Regions from separate parts of the Oryctolagus cuniculus genome. Here region 2 is linked to region 1. The links are chromatin contacts, called in public Hi-C maps. All regions are on one chromosome and are shown on one strand. Each heading gives the region's core, a stretch centred on a gene start, on an enhancer-like site or on the middle of the called end of the contact. The rest is flanking DNA. Distances are from core to core; before and after follow the strand shown. Region 1 holds the start of TTC9 (tetratricopeptide repeat domain 9). Region 2 overlaps TTC9 (tetratricopeptide repeat domain 9).

What was found. A called contact is a pair of places that touch in the nucleus more often than the background predicts.
Region 2: a Hi-C map of embryonic fibroblasts shows a contact between it and region 1, with 1.6 times the contacts expected there. The contact joins the enhancer-like site here to the promoter of TTC9 in region 1.

The regions. Positions count from the first base shown.
Region 1 is chr20:16,674,187-16,679,460 of mOryCun1.1, forward strand. It overlaps TTC9 (tetratricopeptide repeat domain 9), which reads left to right and starts at 2,372. Exons shown (of 4, transcript XM_070065172.1): 1 at 2,372-3,269. The coding sequence starts at 2,867.
Region 2 is chr20:16,738,315-16,743,588 of mOryCun1.1, forward strand. All of the region lies in intron 2 of TTC9 (tetratricopeptide repeat domain 9), which reads left to right. Among named protein-coding and RNA genes, the nearest start is that of TTC9, 64 kb to the left of the region's middle. Within about 2 kb of position 3,192, at least 1 of the 8 cell types and tissues checked has an H3K27ac peak or open chromatin away from gene starts, as enhancers often do.

The sequences.
Region 1 (5,274 bases), core at 1,122-3,621:
CTGGTTGCCCCTCTTCCAGTCCAGCTCTCTGCTGTGGCCTGGGAGGGCAGTGGAGGATGGCCCAGGTGCTTGGGCCCCTGTACCCGCATGGGAGACCAAGAAGAAGCACCTGGATCCTGGCTTCGGATCGGTGCAGTGCCGGCCGTTACGGCCATTTGGGGTGTGAAACAATGGAATGAAGACCTTTCTCTCTGTCTCTCTCTCTATCTATAACTCTTCCTGTCAAATTAAAAATAAATAAATAAACCCTAGTTCCACTGTTTACTGGCAATGAAATCTTAGTTGACTTAGTGTTCAAAATAGGGATATTACCCAGCCCTTATTTCAGCAGTTGCTATGAGCATTAAAGGAATTATTATATGTGAAGTATTTAGCTCAATGCCTGGCACAGAGTAAGCACTATATATAAGTGGTATCTATTATCTCTATTATCTCAGTACTATTTACAATAAAATCTGTCTGATTTTATTATTAGCATATGATGGAATATACATAGCCATTAAAATGAGTCCTTAAAATAATATTTAATCACATATAATGGAAAATGCAAAGAACAGGAAACAAAATGTGTATACAAATATTGTCCCATACCACTCATGTTGATTAAAACAGTACTCTGGAGGCAGGCACTGTGGCATAGTGGGTAAAAGCCACTGCCTGCAGCACCAGCATTCCATATGGGCACTGGTTCAAGTCCCAGCTGCTCCATTTCCAATCCTGATCCCTGCTAATGTGTGTGGGAAAGCAGTGGAGGATGGTCCAAGTCCTTGGACTCCTGCACCCACGTGGGAGACCTGGAAGAAGCCCTTGGCTTCGCCTTGGTTCAGCCCTGGCCATTGTGCCTTTTTGGGGAGTGAACCAGTGGATGGACGACCTCTCTCTCTCTCTCTCTCTCTCTCTTTCTCTGTCTCAACCTTTCTGTAACTCTTTCAGATCAATCAATAATTTTTTTTAAAAAGCACTCTGTACAAATAAAGATGCAATACAGAAGATAGGAATTACATTAAAATATTAACAAAGACTGTATCTGGGTGTCAGTATAGGGTTAGGGCTTTCTTCTTTATACTGCTCTGTATTTTCCAAAATCCCACTTTAGGAGGCATACAAATCACCTGGTAATCTTGCTAAAATGAATTTTCTGGATCAATAGATTTGGGATTTTGCAGGTCCCACATATCCAGGAGGCCTGAGTGATGCTACCAGAGCAAGTGCCACCATTTGAATAAGCAAGGTGTGGCAGCAACACATCTGTACCAAGTGAGGGCTGGCTTGTGGAAGTACAGGCTGCCAGTACCAATCTCCAGAATTTCCAATTTAGTAGGTCTACGTCGGACTTGAGAATTTGCATTTTGAACAGTTTCCCAGGCAATGCTGATGCTGCAGGTCTGGAAACCACACTTGGACAACTGCTGCTTTAGAGCATTTTTTTTTTCTTAGCATGGGGGGTGGGGCACAAGAAATGCCAGTGTTCTTGGTTGCCTCCAAAGTCAAATCTTTACTCTCCATCCAACAGCCTGTGTAATGCAACCCTATCATTTCCCACACCTTCTATTTGGGCCTCAAAAGCAATCTTCTATGCACTAAACATCAGGACCCCTGCCGGATTTCGGTTCCTTCCATTTCCTCCTGCCCAAATCCTACCTTTCCTTCAAGGCCTTCAACTGCTATTTTCTGTTATGCCTGGGATCCTCCAAAACGGCCCTCCCCACCCCCGCCCCAGGGCCGTTTCTGACCCTCCCAGTCTCTACCTGGTGCCTTGACTCTATCATGGATTGTGTTGATGGTCAATCTCTTAGGGGTACAGGGGTGACTTGCTCATCTCTGCCTCTTGGCCTTAGCAAATCCTCAACAGACAGCTGCCACTCAGGGTGGACTCAAAGAATGAATGAAGGAATGATGCCTGCTGGCCAAGGGCACGAACTATCCTGTAAATGGAAACCAGAACCCTATGCACGCCAAGCCTGATGACCGAAAGGAACAGGTGTTTTCCATCTCTGATATCTGTGATTCATTGTGCACAGCTGTGCGCGCGTGCGTGCGTGTGCACACACATACACACCCCTCACAGTAAGCACATATAGGCTCCTGGTACACGACGCCCCACGGCGAAGGGCAGAGCACGTCCATGTTCTGGGCGCTTCGGGAGCCACACACCCAAATACACCTCAGCGACCACCTGCGTCCATGAAAGGGAGGCCCTGCCCCCCTTAAAAATAGTACTGCCTTGCTGCAAATAAGGGGGAGCTAGGGGTTGTGCCCACGCCCCGTGTGCTCGCCGCACCTTGCTTGTGAGCGTTCCAGAAATCCATCGAGAGCGAGTCTGCACGCCCTGCCTCGCCACCGCCCTCACCCCCATTCCCACCCACGCACGCACACGCCCCTTCCCCCATTAGGCTCTTCCAGACCAGGCGCGTCTCCGAGAATTGAATTGAATGGGAAAGAGCGGGGCCGCCTTTGTCATTAATCCTCCCCCACCCCCTCGGCGAGCCAAGCTTCTTCCGGGTCAGCGACAATCGCCGCCACCCCAGTCGGGCCCGCGGTCCCCCGGCACCGAGAGCCCCTGGGCGCGCGAGGGCCGGGCTGCCGCGGCGGGCAGGTGGCGGGCGGGGAGGAGGGCGGGCAGCGCGCGAGTGGGGGAGGGAGGCGAGCCGGGGCGGGCGATCGGAGCAGCGGGAGGAGCAGAGAGCAGCCTCCGGCAGCTGGCGAGGAGAATGGGAGTGCGGGGCCACCGGCCGCCGCGGGGTATCACGGCCGCGGCCGAGCCTGCCAGGCGCGGAACCGGCGCCCGCCGCTTTTAAACCCCAGAGGGCGCGGCGGTAGCGGCGGGCGGATCTCGACACGCGCGGAACGCCCGGGCGGCGGCCGGATGGAGAGGAAGGGTTCGGCAGCCGGGGCCAAGGGGAACCCGAGCCCGCCCGCGGCCGGAGAGGGGCAGCGGCCCCCGCCACCGCTTTGCGCCCCGGGCGGCGGCGGGGCCCCAGCGCGGGGCCAGGCTGGGGCGGCGGCCGAGTCCGCAGAGCTCATCCGGCGCGCGCACGAGTTCAAGAGCCAAGGGGCGCAGTGCTACAAGGACAAGAAATTCCGCGAAGCCATCGGCAAATACCACCGGGCATTGCTGGAGCTGAAGGGGCTGCTGCCGCCCCCCGGGGAAAGGGAGCGGGACTCGCGCACGGCCTCCCCGGCCGGGACCCCCAAGCTCGGCCGCCTGTCGGACGAGCAGAGCAAGACGGTGGAGGCCATCGAGGTGGACTGCTACAACAGCCTGGCAGGTGAGTCTCGCCGCGCCCCGCCGCCTGCGCTCCGCCCGCCCAGCGCCGGGACTCGGTCCTGCGCGTCCCGCCGGACCACTGCGGCGCACCCGCGGTGCAGACGCCGCGGCTGCGACCGCACCGCTCTGGGGAGGTCAGCCTGGGAGGGGGACGCTTCGGGAAAAGTGTGACTTTCCGCATTCTGCCTTCCGATGGCGCCCCTTTCCTTTGCATGTATCGTAAATCTCACTTACAAATGACTGGACAGAAAAGGGACTCAGCTGGTCTGACGACGACAGCTGCTGGTCCCGCCCGCCAGCAGACCTGGTCCAAAATGCAGGAACAGTGCCTAGGGTGGGCCCCACCACCCACCCTTCGCCAGGCGTTGGCCTGCGGGCGGGTCCTAAGGACAGCCAGTGCACCTGTCTGCTCTCCCAAGATATCATTGATACCAGAGTGGCCCCTGCCACCCCCAACTAACCACATCCCGTGAGTAAGGCCCTAACCCAAGTTCTTCCGTCCCAGTAACAAACCGGAGTTTGCCACAATGACTTCAGCATCTTGAGCAAAATGGATTCCAAAATGCCCCTTCTCTCTGAGCTCTGCTGGGGCTCCTGGTTGCCGTTGGCTGACGGGCTTGAGCTCTGCCGCATTCCTGCCCTCCTGCCTGCCCTGGGTCCCACCTGAGGCTTGGAGTGGGAGAGAGGGGGACCCTTCTGTTAGGCTAAGGTGTGCATTCCAGAGTTCACGTTGAGAATGAGTGCCAAAGTCTGGCCTACATTTTTTTTTTAACTTGGACACAGGAAAATTTAGAGTCTTTCAAAAAGGAAGAGTGGTCGTGTATTTGAAAAGCACCCTCTCATCTTCTCCCACCCCACTGGGTGGGGTTTTGGCTTTGTTGAGCTGCTCTAACCGAATAAAAGGCCATTCTGCTAGTACCTAACGCTTGAAGTTGCCTGAACTTGCCAGGGACTGTTAGAGCAGAGGAGGGTGGAGGGTGTGACCCACTGGATGTGTCTGGTACCCAGGCCCTTGTGGGATGTAAGTTCTGATAATTCTACTCTGTCCCTCCCTGTGAGGTCTCTAGCACCCTCCCACAAGGCCATGTTCAGTATCATCTGTACCCAGGTGAAACTCAGGCCAAGGGAGGCACCTTGTCAATGGTAGAAATAGCGGTGCTGGTGGCAGCACTGGTAATAATGGCAGCAAACATGGCAGTACAGAAGACAGTTTTTCATTCCATTAGGAGGTATGGATTGATTCCCTGTATTTCCCATAAGTCTCAGGCATCCTGGCGGCTGCCCAGTAATAGTTAAAGGGCAGAGCAGGCCTGTGTGGAGGAAGAGGCACTCTGGAGAGCCAATGCAGTGATCTGAGTCTTGTATTCAGTATAAGCCGTGAGCACTCTAGGGCTCCCCCTCACCCTGCCTCTGGCCGCCAGCCAGTGGCTAGCGCTGCCTGCCCTCCACCCCAGAAGTGGTTACATTTCCATGTTGAAACCAGAGATGTGTCCTTGGGCAGGCCAGCCCAGTCAGGGCGGGGCTGAGTCTGGACAGCTCCTCCACTTCCATCCCCACCCTGCACACACTTGAGAGAACTTGGGCAGTGAGTGAATGCAAAGTTGCAATAGTGGTTTTTCCACCTCTGCTACTTTGTCCAGCGCCCGCCACTTATTAGTGCTTTATTGTGTGCACACTTAGGCATGCTAGGTACATTGTCTTTTTCATCTTTATAATGTATATAAAATAAAAACAATGACTTCCACCTTCGGCTTTGCAGAGGAAAATCTCAAGGTCCCAGAGCCAGCCACCTCCAAGGGCAAGTCGGCACACCTTGTTATACAAAGGCAGCGTCCTCTGGGCCTCTTTCTCCCCCTGAGCTGAGTCTCGGGTTAAAAATGCCTTTGGGACCTCTGAGCCCTGGTAACCAGGAGAAAGAAATCCAATCTCTTGCTTCTCGGCTCTGATAGGACTGCATACTTCCCAATGTTGTTATGGTTCACATAAGAAAGAAATGCACGATTATA
Region 2 (5,274 bases), core at 1,942-4,441, 65 kb after region 1:
ATTCTGCCACGGGCTTGGCAATACTGTGGAAAGTGCTAGAAAAAGCACCTTAAAGAGTTGGCCGTTGATAGCTTTGGCTCAGGCATTTCTCTTCCCAAGGCACCTGCAGAGGACTGGTTCTGTGGATGCCTGGTCTCCCAGGCAGCACAGCTCCCTCTAAAGCAGGAGGTGACGAAGGAAAAGCCCTTGGCTTTTCTCTTCCTGCTCCGAGCGATGGCCTCTCTCATCCTTTTACTTCAACTTGACCGTTTCCACCCCTACAGTCACCTCCCGCCATCCTCAGTCCCTCACAAAAGAGCACCAAAAACAGGGTGGAGAGGACCCCAAGGCTGAGTTCCTGATGGGCAGCTCTGCACCCTGTTTCCCTCCTGGTGTCACAACTCACCTCTTGGTGAGCTGGAGTCCAAACCTCCATCACGATTAGTTGTCACACAAAGTCATTTATTTGCAGCAAAGAAGGAGACCATGAAGAATCGCTTCCAAGGCTGTGGCTCCCCAAGCAAGGAGGGAACATGTATCCTTTATTTTAGGAGGAAATGAATATGCAAGAGGGGAAGTTTTTGTCATCACACACAGAGTTGGGCACAAGCTCACGCAGGTGCAGTTCAGCAACGTTCACCCATCTTAGGGTAATGAAGCTTAGGAGCTTCCGGGCAGAGATTTTAGCTTGAAAATGAAGTCAAGGTCAGTGCCCCTTGACCCATTGCCCTTGAGGGAGGGTCTGGACCCTTTCAGGGTGGATGCCGACTGTAATTGCCCCCTGAATGTAACTAAAAACCAGCTATAGAAAACCTCAGGCACTTGGCAGGCTTTGGAATCTTGAAGCAGAAATGAGTCACAATCAAGACCTCTGAGCCGCTCAGGGCACTAGCCAGCAGCACGGCGTCCAGAGGCGTGAGTGTCGCTCCAAGGTGAACAGCGCCTTTGAAGTCTGGAGGGCACGGGCCCTGTGGGCAGTCTGCTGCTCCTTCCCTGGGGAGCCCCAGCAAGAAGCTCCTACACCTCCTACACTGCCCCCTGCGGAGCAAAACTGTGCTTGCTCAATGTAGGTCAGAGCCTGCCAACCCTGCTCATAGAGAAAGTGCAGAAGACAGACGGGACCCCTCCCTCCCTCCCTCCCTCCCCCACTCAGGAATGGCTGCTGTCTCAGGCCCTTCCCCAAGGCCTCTCCTTGGAGGCGAAGAGTGAACCGCCCTGAAGACCTGAGCTGGGGAGCAAAGGTGCAGCTGATGGAGGAGGGGTGGTAACTGGATCGCAGGTGCTGGCAACCAGCCTTCCACTGGGTGGTCCCCGCGGCCCACCTCTGGCAGCTTCCCAGAGAAGCACACTCGTTTGGTTTCTCCGCTTGCAGCAGCCCGGCCCCTTTGTTCTTTAAGAGCTGCTCACCCTGCAGTCCAGTAATGGCTGGGATAATGTCCCCCTTATTATAGAAAACCCATTTCCCATCCCCTGCCTCTGCTGAGCCCCTCTCCACGGCGGCTCCCAGCTCCCACGCGCACTGTGCTGATTTGGGTACCTGGCCCAGCCTTTTCTGTGCACCTGCAAAATGGGTCTGGCTACTCCGAAGGCAGCAGATGCTGATCTGGCCACCTCCACAGCTGGCCACCCCACGGTGGTTCAGCTCTCCACCTCATGGGAGGGGAGAACGCCTCACTGAGCTGACTTCCAGCCATTTCATACAGATAATAATTCCTAATGATTTTATGCAGCCTTTTGGGTGTCAGGCACTATTCAGAGTGTTTAGATGCATTAGTCATTTAATCCTCACAACTCCACGAGGCATATATTATTGTTAGTCCCAATTACACACTGAGGAAAGTTGAGCAAATAGAGGTTTGCTGACATGCCCAGAGTTCTGTGGAAAGAACAGGGCCCAGAAGCGGGCTTGGGACACCCTCATCCTCTGTGGGAGTGCCTGGGTTTGAACCCTGGCTGATTCCAGCTTCCTACTGATGCAGACCCTGGGAGCAGCAGTGATCAACCACGTGTTCGAGTTCCTGCCACCCACGTGGGAAGACCTGGACTGAGTTCTTGGCTCCAGATCATTTGGGAAGTGAACCAATGGGTGGGCACTCTGTCTCTCTCCCTAATAAATAAAATAAATATTGAAAACAGGATCTAGATGTCAGCATGTTCCAAAAACGCCATACAGGAGGCTCCTGAGGGTTCACGCGGCCGAGACCCAGTCCCCGCCTAGGACTGAGTAAGATGTAACGGGTGGAGGAGCGTTTGAAGGGCAGACACCTGAAAGAGGAAGGGGAAGGAAAACAGAAAGTGGACACTGGGAGCAGATCCAGAGAGGGCCTCAGACTCCTCTCCAATCTCCAAGACCTGGCTATCACTCAAGACAGAACCAGATGGCAGTGGGAACAGGAAGCTAAAGAAAAGAGAGTGTTGGTGAGCTGGGGGCTAGAGAGGCCCGCACACTCCTTCCCCTGACCCACAGAAGGGGTGAAATGGACGGATGCAGCATGTGCTGGGAACTAACCTGGGGCTCAGCAGTGCTGGGAGCTGCTTACCCTCTCTCGGGACTGCAGATTCATGGCGAACCCAGGCAGTCACGGCCATGAGCCGCGAGCCCTGGAAGCAGTCAGCTTATTATGGCAGCTTTCTTAGTGACCGCATTTTTCCAAAAGCCCCACACGCCAGAGGCCTCTCCACAGGGCTCCCCAGTTCCTGGGGAGCAGAGATAGAGATCGAATCGGAATGCTCTGCCAACAGGGCTCCAGGCAGGCCTGGCAATGCCAGCTCCCTGGCCCTGAAGCAGGCAGCAGGCTGCCAGGACAGGCACAGGCCAGGAGTGAAGAAAGCCAGGGAGAGCCACTCCCAAGGCCCTTGTGCTTTGGAAAACACTCCAGAAAACACACACACACACACACACACACAAACACACAGAAAAGGTGACACAAAGGATTTCCTGCCTCCTCCCTCCTGTGAGAAATTCCCTGGAGGTCCTTCCAGGAGCCATGTGTCTGTCTTCATAACAATCCTAGACACAGGTCAAAGTTTCCCAACCACCTTACAAACAGGAAGTGGAGAGAAAGGCAAGATAATGGAGACTTGTGAGGATCCGTTGTTGTCGCCGTGGAGTGTGCTGGCTCTGGTGACGGACAACATTGGGGATCTTTCATTGCTGTTGGATGGGAGGGGGGAGCTTGGATCCGCAGCCTGGAACTGGAGGCCAGAGGAAAACAGAGTTAGCAGGAAGGCAGATGGGGTGCAGGTCGGCAAGGAGAAGGGAGAGGGAGGGGCAAAGGAAAGAGAGAGGGCAAAAGGGAAAGAGGAGGGGAAATAGAATCACTGTTGACTCCTCTGTCTTCACTCCTCCCTGCCTCTCCCATCCTCCACAAGGCGCCCTTAAACAGGACATGAAAAATGGAAGGAAAAAATATTATTTTGCAAAACAAAGTGAAATCCATGTATGTTTTTTGCATAATGCGCATTTGCCATGAGCTTTTGGGAGTCCCCCGCTGTGTGCTGTCAGTCAGTAAGTTCTTGCCCCTGGCACTGGGACTCCCTTCACTTCTTAGACCTCTGCCACTCACCCCCAGGTCCTTCCTGCCTCCCACCAGAACCTGTCTGTGGCTTCCAATGCTTCTTATCTTCAGTTGTTCTCATCTCTAGCTTACCCTTCTCCCTATTCCAGGTTTGGCTCCTTAAAGCAATTTTTCATGGGGCTGGCTCTGTGGCCTAGTGGGTAAAGCCACCGCCTGCAGTGCTGGCATCCCATATGGCCGCTGGTTCAAGACCCAGCTGTTCCACTTCCAATCCAGCTCTCTGCTATCGCCTGGGAAAGCAGCAGAAGATGGCCCAAGTCCTTGGGCCCCTGCACCCACATGGGAGACCCAGAAGAAGCTCCTGGCTCCTGGCTTTGGATTGGCGCAGGTCTAGCCATTGCGGCCATTTGGGGAGTGAACCAACTGAAGGAAGACCTTTCTCTCTGTGTGTCCCTCTCTATCATCTGTAACTCTCTCAAATAATCTCTTACTGTATCATTTTTCTTTTTAAAATTTTTAAAAGATTTATTTATTTATTTGAAAGGCAGAGTTACAGAAACAGAGACAGCGAGAACTTCCATGTGCTGGATCACTCCTCACATTGCCTCAATGGCTAGGACTGGGCCAGATTGGAGCCAGGAGCCAGGATCCGGGAGCCGGGAGCCAGGAGCTTCTTCCAGGTCTCCCATGTGGGTGCAGGGGCCCAAAGGACTTGGGCCATCTTCCCTTGCTTTCCCAGGCCATAGCAGGGAACTGGATTGGAAGTGGAGCAGTCGGGACTCGAATTGGTGCCCACATAGGATGGCAGCATCACAGGCAGCAGCTTAACCCGCCACGCCACAGCGTTTTTCATAGGCTCTTCTTTGACTCCCACCCCCCCAGTTGGGTATAATGGAACACACACGAGGTTCTGGTAGACCAGCCCTCGGGGGCTCTCTGCCTCAGCACTACTGACAGGTGGGAAAGGACACTGCTGGGCAGGATGTCCTGGGCGTGTTCGGATGTCAGCAGCATTCCTGCTACCCAGGGGCATGTCCTTCCCCTGGCCCCACTGTGATAGCAAAAATGTCTCCCAATGTCTCCAGGGGGACAGAGCTACCTCTGGTGAAGAGCCACTGGCCTAGAGTGAAATCCTAGCTTTGTCACCTCCTGGCTGTGCTCCCCTGGGTAAGTGACAGAACCTCTCTGAGCTGTGGTGTCCTCAGTATTACTACAGAGCAACATCTGTCTACAGAGCCATTGTGAGAATTGAGGTAATTCTAACTCGCAGTACCTACCACACATAATAGTTAACGCACGACGAGCTCTCATTGAGCCTCTGTTCTTTTCCTTGATCTTCATTCTTTTACTCACTCAGAAGACGTTGGTGTTGGCAGTGGGTACAAACCAGAAGTTCCACCAACCTTAGCCTCCTCTTGGGTGTATTAGAATACCCGTCTTGACTGTCATTATAAGGGACAAAGTAACTGGACAATAGGGGTTTTTCTCCTTTCTCAAGAAGTCCATGGCTGATATGCTAGTTTTAAGGGAGTCTGTTTTCACTTTGTGAGGGCTTCTTGTCTCACAGTGATCAAGAACGAGGAGAGTGGGCAAAGCAAGCGAAAGTAGGTTTATCGCAAGTTGGAGCAAACTGTTGAAATCTTTACTTAGTACAGAGTTGGTCTTCAGTATATAAAGATAATTAATTAAAAATGAACCTTATTGAGGAATGGGATGGGAGAGGGAGTAGGAGGTGGGGTGGGAATGGGGGTGGGAGGGTGGGTATGGGGGGAAGAAC